Linked DNA regions of Zea mays: region 2 is linked to region 1. A link is a contact called in public Hi-C data. All regions are on one chromosome and are shown on one strand. The core of a region is the stretch at or near the end of the contact, and the rest is flanking DNA. Distances in the headings are between cores, read along the strand shown. Region 1 has its middle 5.3 kb from the start of LOC103639189. Region 2 holds the start of LOC103639191 (probable inactive receptor kinase).

Region 1 (3,916 bases), core at 559-3,058:
GAGACATGCTCGGTACCATCCACTCGATTTTTTTGGATCACTTCACCACCAAAAATTACTTCGGTGTTTACATCGCCTCCACGTGACTCTCATCCAAACACTATAAAAATTGTGGCTAAATCCTTTCATTCTTCTTTATACCTCTAACCAAACAGAACTTAATATCCACGTTGTAGAAGAATACGAATATGGATATCTGTATTATAAGGTTTAACATATAAATATCATATTCGTTTTGGAATAATTGTCGTAAGTTTGATAAATAAAAAGAATGGAAGGAGTATTCATCTGTCTTTTCCATCCTACGTGCGTTGGGAGGGGTGAAGCCTGGACGGGGAGCCGAAGAGGGAGGGTCCGGAGGGAGGGAGGAGGGAGGGAGTGAGGTGTCGGTACACAAGGACGAAGTAGCAGCTGGAAAGGATCCAGTGACCCATTTCTTTCTTTTAGGGCTAGTTTGGAAACTCAAATCCCCTTCGGGATTAAAGGGGATTGGAAGGGAAATTAGTTCATTTCCACCTCAATCTCCTCCAATCCCGAAGGGGATTTGAGGTTCCCAAAGTAGCCCTTACACATGATTCGAGGCCCTTCCCCGGCACTGTCAACCAAAAAAGCGTGGACGTGCAGAAAAAGGTTCGCGGATTCCTTTCGGGAGATCATCACTCATCAGAGAACCGAAATAAAAATAAAAAAAACCGAAGCAGCGCGTGCGCGCGTGGCTTTACTCGCAAAGGTACCTTTTGTACTCTTTATCCGAGATAACAGTAGTTTGTGTAGCCACTGCCACTAAAAAAGAAGCATTCGCTCTCCTCTTCCACGTTAGCTAGCGGGACTGTAGTAGTGTTAGTCCAGTGCTGCTGGTCCGGGTCCTATGATTCGATGTTGCTGATGAACTGTAGAGCGTGTGACGCCCAGTACTCATACCGCCATGATTCGAGGCGAGACGGCGAGGGAGGTGCGCATAAAAAACCCTTCCCCTTTTCCCCATTGCATTGCAAGTCCCAGACGTCAGCTGCCACCGAACATGCGCTGGGGGAGGACCGTGGCCTCTGGGAGACTGGGAGAAGGAGGGAGGCAGGCGACGATGGCACGACGGCTGCCGGCGCACAGGGGAAGCATAGTACAGCATACAGGCTAGGCTAGACGTGGTATGGCCAGTCCTGCCTGCGCTGTCCTCGGTGGCATGCCCGTCGGCCCGGCTCGTGATCGCCGGTGTGTCCTCTGCTCTCCTCTCTGACTGCTGATAACTCACGCACTGTATTATGCACACCAGGCGTCACTGTTTGGGTTTTCTGGACGCATCTGCACCAACACAGGTCGACGAATGGGACAAGTAGGGCTGTAGGGGGGTAGAATTATTATTCCGTGCTGAGCGTGCTGTGCTTTATAGACGACCCTCCCTTCATTTCTTTAGAGGTAGCTAGCGAAACACGTGGTGGTCACGCTAGCTCTCACGTAAACACGCCCACACACACGGGATCGGACAGAGCAAAAACTTCCTTGCTGCACCACGAAGCGAACCGGACGTTTTGTTCTTGGTTTCGGGACGGATCGCTCGGCGACAGGAGCAACGAGCAGACAGCAGAGCAGGTCGGACGGATTTCCTCCGGAGGCTACAAGACGACGCCGTGGAAAGCCAGGCGGCCGGCCACCTCTTGTTTGTTCGCTTCTCGTGCGTCCGGACGCGCGTGTCTCTCCTCTCCTGCCGCTACTGTTCGCTTCTGGCCAGCGCGATGGTCTACGGCCCTGTCCCCTCCCCCCATGCATTTGCATGCGCTGTACCGACGCCGACGCGCACGTACAGTGCCGCGGCTGGATCCGAGGCCGTGGAGCAGTGAGCTCCGTAGACCGGGAAGAGGGCGGGTCAGGACTCAGGACTCGGCTCGTCAGTGGTGGTACCAATCATGGCGCGAGGCAGCTAGCACAGGCTAATGGCCGCGCGCGATCAGGAGTCAGGAGTCAGGACAAATCACTGAGCGTCACGCAGAAACATACTAGCTTGCTAGTACTACTCCTACTTATTTTTCTTTGAAACGAACGAGGTACGTATACTGTTCCAGTGTTCCTGTAGCAGGAGCGGTTTGTTTGTTTATTACTACAGGCTGGTAGGAGTGCTAGGCATCGGTCGCACCGCACGGGACGGGAGCGTGGTGAGCTCGAGTGCACTCACTGCAGCCCTCCCCCATCATCATTAAGTAATCTTCGCCGCAATCAATACGCATCACCCACTCCTACCGCGCCTTTTCTTCTAGCTACCCCACCCCCCGCTGCTACTACTACTAGTACTAAAATCGATCTACAGCTGTAGATGCAGCAGGCAGAGCATCGACAGCAACAGTGAGTTGTGATTAGAGTAGCGCTCCCCCATTAAAACAACAGGGGTGTGTCTGTTCGCCTCGGCCACCTGCGCCAACGAGCGAGAGTGATTGCTCAATTAACTCGGTCGCCGCGCCGCGCCGCCCAGCTGCGTGCGGACTTGCGGTGCGGTCCGGGAGAGGACGGACCCAACCCAAGGAGCAGCAAAAGCTCATCCTGGGGGGGCTCCTGCCCGGTCGCCGGTCGCACACGCCACCTTCCCTTCCCCCGGCCCCTGCAGATGGAATGAAGAGCGGCGCCCGCGGGCGCCGAAGCAAACTGCGCGCCAGTCGCGGGGGGGCGGCCACCACCATCGTCTGCCGCTGCCTGCCGGCTGCCGGTCCAGGGACCGCGTCCGCATGCGCGCGCTTTTCTTTCTTCGTGCGCACCCGCACGGCCGCGGTCCCCGCCGTCGCGGGCGGGGCCGCAGCTTTTCATGGATCCGTCCGTCCGTCCGAGGCCGAGGCCGAGGCCGGCCACGGTGTTGGTAGGGTAGTGTGTATTCGGTGGCGTGCCTGCCTGTGTTGTGCGCGGAGATCTGGGGGTGGCGGGATCCGGCTTTTGCACACGGCCAGCCCAATGATATGATGCAACCCAGGGAGGGCCAGGTGACAGCTAATCTTAGCTCGCGCTTACTTCTAGGAGGAGAGGCGGCGAGCGACGGACGGGCTGATTGCCTCATCGTGCTAGGGCCCTCTCCCCACGTCTTCACTGGACCTGCCGATCGCACACTCACTATCCACGATCGGAGTTCATCATGATTGTAAAACTCACGAAATCGACCGCGTGCAACTGGGGAGTGTTACATCATCACATGGAGTAGGAGGGACCACCACCACTGCAGTTTCTGGGCCGCAATAGTAGTACTAGCAGTTTTGATTCCCCCCCCCCCCCCCGTAATAAGTAATAACGCAGCGTTTATTCGATCGCAGTGGAGGGGGGGGGGCATCGAAGGACCCCTGATACACTGTGTCTGAAGCACTGGAACCGTGTCCTGCGCTGACACGGCAGCACAACGATCTGCCCGTACGCCTGTTCGTAAATGCCATGCCACCTCATCTTCATTATATAGTGGGGCGAAGAAAAGAAGGAAACAACGGCATACAGGCGTATACGTATGCGCGTGGTACCATACCATACCAGCAGTTGTGTACTAGTACCTACTACTAGTATATTCGTTAAATACCCCATGCCATGGTCCTGCGCAGGCAGCACCACCACGCCACGCCCACGCAGGCGAAAAGCCGACGGCAGGTAAATAAAAACGGCGCCCTAAACGTGGTGGCGGGTACATGTGCGCGCGCGGGCGCGGGTGGCCTTTATGGGCACATGCGCTGCGTGCCTGCCGGGCACTGCAGACATGCTTGCCCCACCGGCCGTGCCGTGGCCATGGCCATGGCCATGCACGGACGATGGACCAGCTGCCACACGGGCACGCCCGGAGCCGGGGACAGGCCTGGCTGCAGCTACAGTGCGGGCGACGCTAAGCGCTCTCTGGCCCCGTCGTCTGCGTCCGCCACAGTACGGTACGGCTGCCATCCAGGTTCGAAACTTAACTAATATA
Region 2 (4,418 bases), core at 1,800-4,299, 47 kb before region 1:
CGAAGGGGGAGAGTCCCTGTAAAACTGTTGCCTGAAAGATTAAGAAAAGTCAGCTTAACCGCTGTAAACAGATTTCCAGGCAAAGGTCCATGCAGCTGATTAATACTGAGGTCAATGAAAATCAGCTCTGGATAGGTTCCAAGGACAATTGGCAGTTCTCCTGATAGCAAGTTGTTGGAAATCCTCAAAGATGTCAGCCTTAAAAACTGGGTTGTCTCATTTGGCCAACTTCCTGTTAATCTGTTTGAGCTCAAATCAACCATCTGGAGATAATTTCCCCATGTTCGGGCAACTGATAAGTTCCCATACAGCATGTTTCCACTCAAATCAACTACTGAACAGCTTCCAAATGTGATCGGTAAAGTTCCCTGAAGATTATTGTGTGACAGGTTCAAGTACTTCAAGTTTGTTGATGTCACACGTCTAATTGGACCTGTGTAAGAAAAAAGGGGACACAGTAAAAAGAAGCAATCAGCATTATTATTATTAAATGGTACACATTGTATAAATGATTAAATAGCACACATGCCTGTGCCAAATTAGGCAAGAAATGTTTTACTGATCTAAATTAATTCTCATTCAAATGAAAAAAGTTTACGGATCTTGCAAACTGTCTTATTGAAACTTCCAATCAACATCTCCAAAAAATGCAATCAACAAGGTACCACACAGGGGAATTTTTGTCGAGAACCTAAATTTCCTATTGCCATTTTCCTAATTCATTTATTATGCTATAGCTGGGAATGACTAAACTTGATCAGCAAATATATTCTTAGAAGGGCAGGCCTGTTACAGCGGTGAGAGCTATCTCGGTGAGTCACCACATCACAGTTCAAAGCAACCTCTCTGTACCTGCGGAGGGAAGCCTTTGCCTCGGTTTATCTCTTTGCCGGACCCCACTCACATGGGAGCCTCCGGCACTAGGCCTGTATTTTTTCACTGTCATTGATCTAAGTAATAGTAGTATAAAATATGACAACTAGCTCAGAAACATAGCTTTAGCTGTGCACATTGGATGACTCAAAATTGAACAATCAGTAACAGAAAATGTATCTTCGGATATAATCGCAATTAGTATACCAGTAGCTGGTAAATTAGAGGTAGAAACTTTTGCGGTGACTTCAGAAGAAGGAAATTAGCAATTTTGCTTCATGCATAATAGGTAATCCACATTTCTTGTATGCTTTAAAATTGCATGTATTGTTTACTAAAAAAAGAGAAAGGTATACCACAAATGTGAAAAAGAAGATGGTGCCAGGTCAATGATTTAATAACGTCAATCTTTTACACGTGGTGAGAGCAAGCCTCGTGCAATGATGAGAGATGTCTCAATATATCACTAGATCGCGGATTCGAAGCAGCCTCTCCGTATTTACAGAGAAAAACTTGCCTCGGTTTATCCCTTTTCGAGACCCATGCGGGAGCCTCCGGCACTGGCCTGCCCAATCTTTTACATGTATCTCATTATAATATGCTAGTTTAAGCATTAGGAAAATGTTATGGGCAAAGAAACATGCGTAAGAGCGAGCTGAATGCAATGTTTAAGATAAGCATGAGGCTGAGTAGGAAAATTTTCTGACCTGTAAGTTGGTTGCAACTAAGGTCAAGTTCAGTCAGCACCATAGACGTCTCCCTAAAGAATGCTTCTGGGATGGAGCCAGAAAAATTATTGTTCTGCAGGCGCAGCACCTTGAGGGAGATGACAAAATTAAACTGCGGGATGTTGCCACTGAGCATATTAAAACTCGCATCAAAAATCTCAAGGCTGTCGAACAAAGGCATCGGAACACTGTCAAACAATGTCCCTGACAGCACATTGTGGCTAACATTCAAGTACTGAAGCGTGCTAACCACAGATGAGTTGTCAGAGATCGATGCCAAGGACCCCGAGAACTGGTTGCAGCTTAAATCAACATGGACTGGGCTCTGCAGCTGCGCGAATACGTCGTCCAATTTGCCAGTGAAGCCATTGTCATGAAGGTCCAAGTACTTCAATTTCCTCAAGTTCCGGAAACCCAACGGCAATGCGCCACGAAAACCATTGGAAGAGAGATTGAGATAGCCCAAACCTGCCAGCTTAGTCAACTCAGACGGAATTGAACCGGAGAACCTGTTGTTGGACAGATCCAGCAACTGCAACGACGCCATCGACCCCAGCTCACCCGGCAAGAACCCTTCTAGCTTGTTGTCTGACAGGGACAAGTTCCGGAGCACCGGCATCCTCGCTAGCACCGACAAGCTAGCATTTCCAACGAGACCAATGCCGTCGAACGCAATGGAAAGAATCTGCCCGCCGATGCACTGCACGCCGTGCCAATCAACGGGGCAGTCGTCGGAGTCCAGCGCGCTGGTGGGGTTCCAGGGAATGGCCTGGCGGCGGGACGGGTCTTGCCGGATGCCTCGGGAGAACTCCAGCAGTGCCTCCATGTCTGAACCAGCCCCCGCCGAGGCAGCGGAGCACACGGCCCAGATCGAGAGCCACAACAAGATGAGCCGCATCGCAAGATCCTGCTGTGCAGCCAGGCAATTGAAGCAATGCTCATGCAAATGGGATGGATTTTTCGAGATACGGAGCTTAAGATGAAAAAGGCAGTAGGGTAGGGTTTAAGCTCCCTTGGAACCGAGAAAGGGGATTAAGGATGAAAGGTTTGAGGATTTTTTCAGTATGAAAAGCAGAGAAATCAGGAAGGACGGGGCCAAGAACCGAGACACGAAGAAATGGACACCGCCGCAGTGTGAGCAGTGGCCTGCTCCAATTTTGTCATCCAAGAACCATAGTGCTGGTTGCTTCGTCCAAGCGAGCTAGGATTACTGACCAACAACGCGACGAGATGGCCTTGACGGATCTCCACCCCGACTAGACCCGAGAGAAAAGCGTTAGCCGTCGGGTGGAGGATTTGGCGGCGGCGATGCGTCACAGCTTCCCTGTGCTGGAGCGAATGCGCTCCACGGAGCAAGAGGGGAATGCAGGCTGCTCCATTTGGGAGTACGATGAGCAGCAGCGGCAATGGCGCGCGTGTGTGTGGAGACTGGAGGGAGTGGCCGAGTGGTTGAGGGCTGAGGCCGTGATGGATGGGTGTAGTCGGACTATACCGCACCAGTGCGACTGTGCGAGCCAGCAAGTAGCGGCCTAGCATGGGAAACGGGAAACGGAACGGATTCACTCATTCACATCAAACCGAATCCAGATGTCATTTGTTTATTATATTTTTAATTCGAATATAAATAAGAAAGTGAATATACATGTTTTTAAATATTAGTACAAAACGAATATTTTGGATTTAATTCAGATATTAAGTCAATTTATAAAGCATATATTGTTAAATAAATAAAGTACTAACGTTATTTACAACAATAAATATATTATATGTAAACTAACTAAAAGTAATAATATTCATCTAATCTTCATGTATCATTAATAATTTTAAATTTAAATTAATATCGAAATTTACCTATATATGTGCTATTAGGCTATCTCCATAGGATCCACGATCACATCCCCTATTTCTTTTTTTTTCTTTTTTTGAAAGGGAAGGATTTTTATTCATTCAAGAACAGTACATCGAGATGATACGAGCCCTTGAAAGTCACTTTCGGCCTGTGCCCATAAGAGCACACAGCCCAACGAAATCTAAAAACACACACTAGTGGCTATCACTCCGAAGACTAGACCGCCAATCATGCTCCTGGGAAAAAAACTCCTTGGCCACTTGAGTCAAATGTTGTGTTGGGGGCCTTCGGCTTCCGAAGGTCCTCAAAAACGTGATTTAACAATGTTTCTGGAATATAATACATGAGCAGGTACCTTCGGACACGAACCCTCCGGACAAGTCAAAATTGTTGTATGAAGAAACGCAAAGAGAACGAAGGATGGAACAGAGCCGAAGCTGTGCGCAAGGAAGCTTCGGCATGATGGCAGAAAAGAGGAAACTGAAAGTCGCCTAGAGGGGGGTGAATAGGGCGAATCTGAAATTTACAAACTTAATCACAACTACAAGTCGGGTTAGCGTTAGAAGTATAAACGAGTCCGAGAGAGGGCGTGAAAACAAATCGCAAGCGAATAAAGAGTGAGACACGAGGATTTGTTTTACCGAGGTTCGGTTCTTGCAAACCTACTCCCCGTTGAGGTGGTCACAAAGACCGGGTCTCTTTCAACCCTTTTCCCTCTCTCAAACGGACACTTAGACCGAGTGAGCTTCTCTTCTCAATCAATCGGAACACAAAGTTCCCGCAAGGACCACCACACAATTGGTGTCTCTTGCCTCAATTACAAATGAGATGATCGCAAGAAAGAATGAGAGAAAGAAGCAATCCAAGCGCAATAGCTCAAAAGAACACAACAAATCTCTCTCTCTAATCACTAGAGCTTTGTGGAGTTGGGAGAGGATTTGATCTATTTGGTTGTGTCTAAAATTGAA

Evidence for each region. Hi-C and Micro-C count contacts between places; a contact is called where the count stands out from the background.
Region 2: a Hi-C map of endosperm shows a contact between it and region 1, with 3 times the contacts expected there. The contact joins the promoter of LOC103639191 here to the enhancer-like site in region 1. A contact is called at or near these places in 13 of 25 Hi-C or Micro-C datasets (bundle sheath, ear, endosperm and 4 more) and 1 of 3 datasets of contacts at active chromatin or transcription factors (leaf).

Annotation. Positions count from the first base shown.
Region 1 is chr9:139,439,808-139,443,723 of Zm-B73-REFERENCE-NAM-5.0, reverse strand. No RefSeq gene overlaps it. Among protein-coding and RNA genes, the nearest start is that of LOC103639189, 5.3 kb to the right of the region's middle. Within about 2 kb of position 1,808, at least 20 of the 20 cell types and tissues checked have an H3K27ac peak or open chromatin away from gene starts, as enhancers often do. A contact at or near this core is called in bundle sheath, ear, endosperm and 3 more, where this site is marked.
Region 2 is chr9:139,487,743-139,492,160 of Zm-B73-REFERENCE-NAM-5.0, reverse strand. It overlaps LOC103639191 (probable inactive receptor kinase), which reads right to left and starts at 3,049. Exons shown (of 3, transcript NM_001364724.1): 1 at 1,581-3,049; 2 at 1-433. The coding sequence starts at 2,499. It overlaps LOC100304416 (a long non-coding RNA gene), which reads left to right. Exons shown (of 2, transcript NR_157290.1): 2 at 1-606.